Linked DNA regions of Rattus norvegicus: region 1 is linked to region 2. A link is a contact called in public Hi-C data. All regions are on one chromosome and are shown on one strand. Each heading gives the region's core, a stretch centred on a gene start, on an enhancer-like site or on the middle of the called end of the contact. The rest is flanking DNA. Distances are from core to core; before and after follow the strand shown. Region 1 holds the start of Gatb (glutamyl-tRNA amidotransferase subunit B). Region 2 overlaps LOC102552233 (a long non-coding RNA gene).

Region 1 (2,857 bases), core at 147-2,646, 370 kb after region 2:
ATTCACAAGTTTCCACAGAGAATAGGTTCGTTTTCTGGCTCCTTTTTACCTTATACTAGACACATAAGTCAGAAGCCCCAAAGTAATCCCCAACTCTCTATCAGGTCCCTCGATCTCATCTTACACATCTCCCAGAAATAGATGTTTTACTGTACCCTTTACCACTACCCCAATTTGTTATTTCTTTTCTAAAGAACATATCCTCTCCACAGCCCCCATTTGTGAAATACATCCACCACACTGCACTGCTTCAAATATTCTTGAGGTGCCTACTCTGTGCTCTGGAAATACTGTGGTGAATACCAGACAAGGATCCATTGAAATCAAAGATAGCTGTTAGGTACTACATGAACAGTTAAAATCAGATGGTGAAAGTGAGGACTACTGTAGACTAAGTTTTTAAATTTAAAAAAAAATCACCTGGAATTTCAACAAGGGATATGAAAAACTCTATTTGTTTTTGCCTTCCTGAGAGTGGAACGCAGCACCTTCTACGTGGTACAAAGGCTGTACCACTGAGCCCAGCCCAGCCCAGCCCAGCCCAGCCCAGCCCAGCCCAGCCCAGCCCAGCCCAGCCCAGCCCAGCCCAGCCCAGCCCAGCCCAGCCCAGCCCAGCCCAGCCCAGCCCAGCCCAGGATTAGTGCTGAAGTCAAACACCAAAAGAAACCCATTGAGCTGAGGTCATTTTTCTATCAAAGCTTTCTAACAACAACAACAACAAAAAAAAATGTTTCAGATGCTGCCTAAGAAAAATGGTAAGTAAAAAGCACATAAAAGTTTAATTTTTTTTTTTCGGTCATGAAAACGATTTATTTTTTTAAACTTTTTTTCTGTATGTTTCTCTCCCTAAAATACCAAGTCTATAAAATATAACAGCCATAAAGTCTTGCTTTCTAGTATGTCAATGTTGCCTAATTATTGAACTAGGTTGTTCATAGCAGGCATACAAATAAGTATCGGTTGAAATAATGCACAAATTTGTGTACGAAGTGTGCGAGCAAGACAGAGAAAATAAGTGCGTTTGAGAGTCCAGGAAGCCTTTGTGGTGATGTCAGGATCATTTGTTTCAACTCATGGGCTTAAGCTGAATTTAAAACCCTTGGTGAGGCTTCCTAGCCTTGGCTCTCCCTCAAAGAGCTGTCAAGCACAAACACGCCCAAGCTCTACTGCCACAGAGCTCTCCAACTCCCCGCTAGGAGGAGTCACACAGGACCCACAACCCCCACCCACTCACCCACCCACAGTTCTCTGGTTCCGCCCCTCCCCGTCAGATTTCCGTCAGCTTTTGAGTTGGGTTGCCGGGAATAGTAGTCTTCCGGTCCAGGCCTACAAGGGTTGTGGCGCATTGCCAGAACTACGCTTCCCAGAGAGCCTCGCGGCGGAGGGAAGGTGGGTCACCTGACCCGGTCTTCGGCAATGCAATGGCGGCACCCGTGCTGCGTTCGGGTTTCCCTGGAAGACGCTGGGCTTTAGCGTGGATAGACGACTGTTCCCGCCTCCGAAGTGGCTCTCAAATTGGGCCCATATCCAACTGGGCTAGGAGACAGAGTTCAGTGGCTCAGCCTTCCCTCCACACGGCTCAGAAGCCGAGGAAAGGGTATATTTTCTTCGTACCTATACCTGTCTCGTGGAAGTGCGGAACGAAGATAATGGCTCCCGCAGCCCAGCCTGAGGGTTTTAGTGAACTGGAGGGTGGTTACCTGTGTAATGTGGGCAACAGAACCTAAATGAAAACACAAAACCAGGCCTGCCATCTCCACCCTCACACTTAAACCTCTGTCCTAAAATAGGCATGTTTGGACAACGTACGAGTGTAAAATAGCGTTTCCTCTAGCGGTCCTACTAACTAGTGTGGTTGTCTGTGACACTAGACTATGGCACGTATATAGCGGGCATTTGGCGTTACTACGAGCTAGCAATAATTTAAAGACAGAAAATAGCCTTTGTACAAAGCCCCGGATAAGAGAGCTTAATGTTTATTGGAGGTCTTATTAGTCAGATCTCTGGTTTTATGATGGGCGTATTTGTCTAGACCTAGGAGGATGTAGTCTACCGACGAAATCTTTCCCTGACTAAAGATTTGCTTATCCTGTACTTCTGTTAGTTGCTTCAGTGTACATGACTTAAAGCTTCTTATAAAATACAAAACATAAGGCAAATTTTTAATGTTTTGTTTCGTTGAGGTTGGCATTCTTCTTAGTATTTCAGTGGAGAGGAAAATGTCCCAAAGCATCTCATTTCTATTCCCTTTATAAACTAGATCATTTTCTTTCCATGCAATGAAACTGCAGAATTACTTTAATTAGTAGTTAGAGCATGCAGAATTTATGAATTTCTTTATTTTCTTCTCACTTGCAAGCTTTATTTCCAAATTTTTTTTAAAAAGGAATTAATTTTTTTCTCATTGAAATGCTTAAAACAAAACTGGATGCACATGAATAAAAATCTGTATAATACAGAAAATTGCTCAGGAGAAGTGAAGAATAGGAACATACATAAGAATAAAGACTTTTAATTCCCCAAAGAGAACTGAGTACTGGCTCACCAGAGTAGGAATAGTCAGATAAGAGACATTAGTATAGCATTTTATAGCATTTACTAAGATTTGCTAGCAGTCAAGTATGAACAAATGAAAGAATTTTAAGTTTAGGTCTCAAGAACTGGATGTAACTTGGAGGATGGAAAATAAATGTTTCCTCTAATGGTTTACTGTTCTTCTGCACAAGTTTTGAGGAATACCATGTCATGGTAGTCTGTGGTATCTGTGTGACCCTGCCTCTCTAGCTACAAGCTGTTAACAATGAACACAAAATATGGATGATAATTTATTCTTTAGACATCATTTCTCTAGAATTAA
Region 2 (2,873 bases), core at 197-2,696:
TCACAGATCCCGGGTTTGACTCTGCCTCTGAGTAGGGGCCTTTGGGACGACTGTGGGTTGGAGATTTGGGTTCCCAGAAACAGAAAATAATCCAGGCTCATCTGAGCATCCATGGAATTGAATAGGGTAATATGGGAAACATGTGGCATGATGAGAGGCCATATGCAGAGCGGGTAGTAACTTTAACACATTTGGCATGAAAGTGGGAGCCCTAGGAACATCTCTGTGGTAGAGAACACTAGCCAGGGTGGCTAAGATGAGAACCTCAGGAGTCCCAGAGGACCCGTGTGCTTATTGTTCATCCCACATATGGTCTAGATCATTCCCTCTGACTCCCTTTCCCTCTGCCATATGTAGTAAGGGAAGTCAGCGACCAGGATTCTTATATTTTCTAGGTCCTCAGAGACACAGAGCTGATTGTTCAATAGAAGATGGGCAGCTATGAAACTAGATATCAAGAGACCCAAACTATGACAAATCATCATCGCATAGTTATCTCCTTACTTGAGAAAGAAGATTCTGAGATGGACCACATCTGAGCTGGACAATATTTGATCCATACTGTCTTGAACTGGGCTGTGTCTGAACCAGACCACCTCTGACACTGCCTTCTCAGGCCTTCTTCCACTCCCTTCTTGAGTTCTTTGCCTCTTCATATCAAATAAGAACAGAGATTTCTGCTCACAGAGTTTTGCTACTACATTCACTCTCCAAGTCCTCTCTGTGAACATTGGTCTCTGTCTGCCCAGGAAGGTCACTAGTCTTGTGTCACTATAAAAAACCTGAGTGAACAGCTTTCTGGTGTGCTCAGTTTATTAATGTCTTCTTTGTGATTTGTACTGGTTGTAAATATTATACCCGTTATAAATAATGATCTGACCTGCCATTCTTTCTGTGGTCCTTGGTTACCTGGCCTATAAAACCAGAGGGCTGAATGAAATGATTATGAAGGTCCCTGCAGCTTTAATTCTGATGGATTCCATGAAGATTAACCTCCTGTGAGTAGACAGTCTATGGGGCTTGCCAGAGTGAGGTATTCCTAAAAACTTCAGACTGGGAAATATGATTTCCCTTGGAGAGAAAGACTATAAAGCCAGCCAAAGATCAAAGAAGATATATTCAAAGTCTTCTTAAATGGAAAGGATAGATTTCAGACCAGAACTGTCTGGACTTGATAATCCAAACATACCTAGGGTCAGAGTATCCTGTCTGAGAGATGGAGCACCACAGAAGCAAGAAGAGGACACTGGGGACTGTGTCTTGATACGTCCTGGCTGTGACAAGATTGGGATATTAGTGGGTCTGGGGCCCTTTCCCAGCTGTGTCTCTGTTATAGACTGGCAATAGGCTATCATGACTCAATGCCCCATGGCACAGACAAGACTCACTCTATTTAACAGTCAATCCATCTAATGAATGCCAACCCAGGAAGAGGGGCTTCAGCTAGAACTGGAGTGGGAACCCAGGGTAGTCACTGTAGCCAACACTTACCTTCTATTGTCTGAGAAGTGTGAGGTCTCCAGCATGGGTGGAGAGGTCTGTGTAAACCCAATGGGACAGAAGCTATCAGCTTCCAATCAGCCCAGAGAATTTTAATACTTCAGAGTGAAACACTTTTAAGTCATTCAGAGAATTTTAATACTTCAATAATGGAACACGTTTAAGTCATTCGGTCCACCCCCTCTCTGATTCCATTTCACTCAAACACCCCTGGCTTGAGTGGTGTCTCCCATTTGTGTCATATGTGTCTGTCTGAAGAAAGAATAGCCTGGCTGAGGTCTGGGAGGCAGGGACATCTATGAAGGACACAGAAGCAAAAGGAGGCGACTGGAAGATGTCTCTGTTCCTTAGGGACAATAGAGTGTCTCCTCTCCAGTCTCTTGGGAGAGACTGCTCATAGGGATCGGTGCGAGCTCAGCCCAGTGAGAGAAATGCAATCTGGGCTTGCTGACAAAGTCAAGTGCTTCAGTTAAAAGAAAGAAGCCCTCAACATGCTCACAAAAATACTTCTTGGAAGCAGCCAGCCCATCCTTCGTTCAAACTTAGAATCTGTGGTGCAAGGGAGTCGTCAGTAGTTTTCCACAGGCTTGCTGGCTGAATCTCCACACCATGTGGAATCTCAACCACAGGCAGGACAGCATGATACAGCGATTTCTCTCCTCTCTCTCTCTCTCTCTCTCTCTCTCTCTCTCTCTCTCTCCCTCTCTCTCTCTCTTTCCCTCCCTCCCTCCTTTCATCCCTTCCTCCATTTTCCCCTCCCTCCTTTTCTTTCACCCCCCTCCCTCCCCACTCTCAATATGCTCAGTCATTTGTCTGTCAGGCAGATCTGCTTGGGTATCTAATAGGATTCTCAATCATATTATGTCCAAAATAGCAGTCTTGGCACTGGTTTTTCCCCGAACCTGCCCTTTTCAATGCTCCCTTCTCTCAAGCCTAACATAAAAATCACTCTTTCCAGGACCCCTTTCCTCCCCTTTCCTCTTGCTTCCACCTGTAGCATCTACTTAAGATATTATCACTTCCAAGCTATCACAAAGAACACTTCCAGGTTCCAGGTCAAAGCAGGTGACAGAGTTGGTTTAGACATATGTACACCACACACACACACACACACACACACACACACACACACACACACACACACACGTCTTTAAAGTTTATTCATTCTTTTTTAGTCTTTCCCACTTCCTTCCACAATCACAATCCTCTTTGGTTCCATATGTGTATCATGAATCTCTCTGGTTTCATATGGAATTTTGGTAGAAACATCCAAACAAGGCTATCTGTGTGCCCCAGATCTCCAGCCCCTTTGCCTGGGAAAACACAGGCAGGTTGGAGCCTGGTATGACCAAGAAAGCCTTATTTTAACCTAG

What was found. Hi-C and Micro-C count contacts between places; a contact is called where the count stands out from the background.
Region 1: a Hi-C map of prefrontal cortex shows a contact between it and region 2, with 2.8 times the contacts expected there. The contact joins the promoter of Gatb here to the enhancer-like site in region 2. A contact is called at or near these places in 3 of 12 Hi-C or Micro-C datasets (the A7r5 cell line, frontal cortex and prefrontal cortex).

The regions. Positions count from the first base shown.
Region 1 is chr2:173,227,172-173,230,028 of GRCr8, forward strand. Gatb (glutamyl-tRNA amidotransferase subunit B) reads left to right here and starts at 1,397. Exons shown (of 13, transcript NM_001399231.1): 1 at 1,397-1,597. The coding sequence starts at 1,422.
Region 2 is chr2:172,858,100-172,860,972 of GRCr8, forward strand. It overlaps LOC102552233 (a long non-coding RNA gene), which reads left to right. Exons shown (of 3, transcript XR_351793.4): 3 at 396-795. Among named protein-coding and RNA genes, the nearest start is that of Fdps-ps3, 230 kb to the right of the region's middle. Within about 2 kb of position 1,447, at least 11 of the 93 cell types and tissues checked have an H3K27ac peak or open chromatin away from gene starts, as enhancers often do. A contact at or near this core is called in prefrontal cortex, where this site is marked.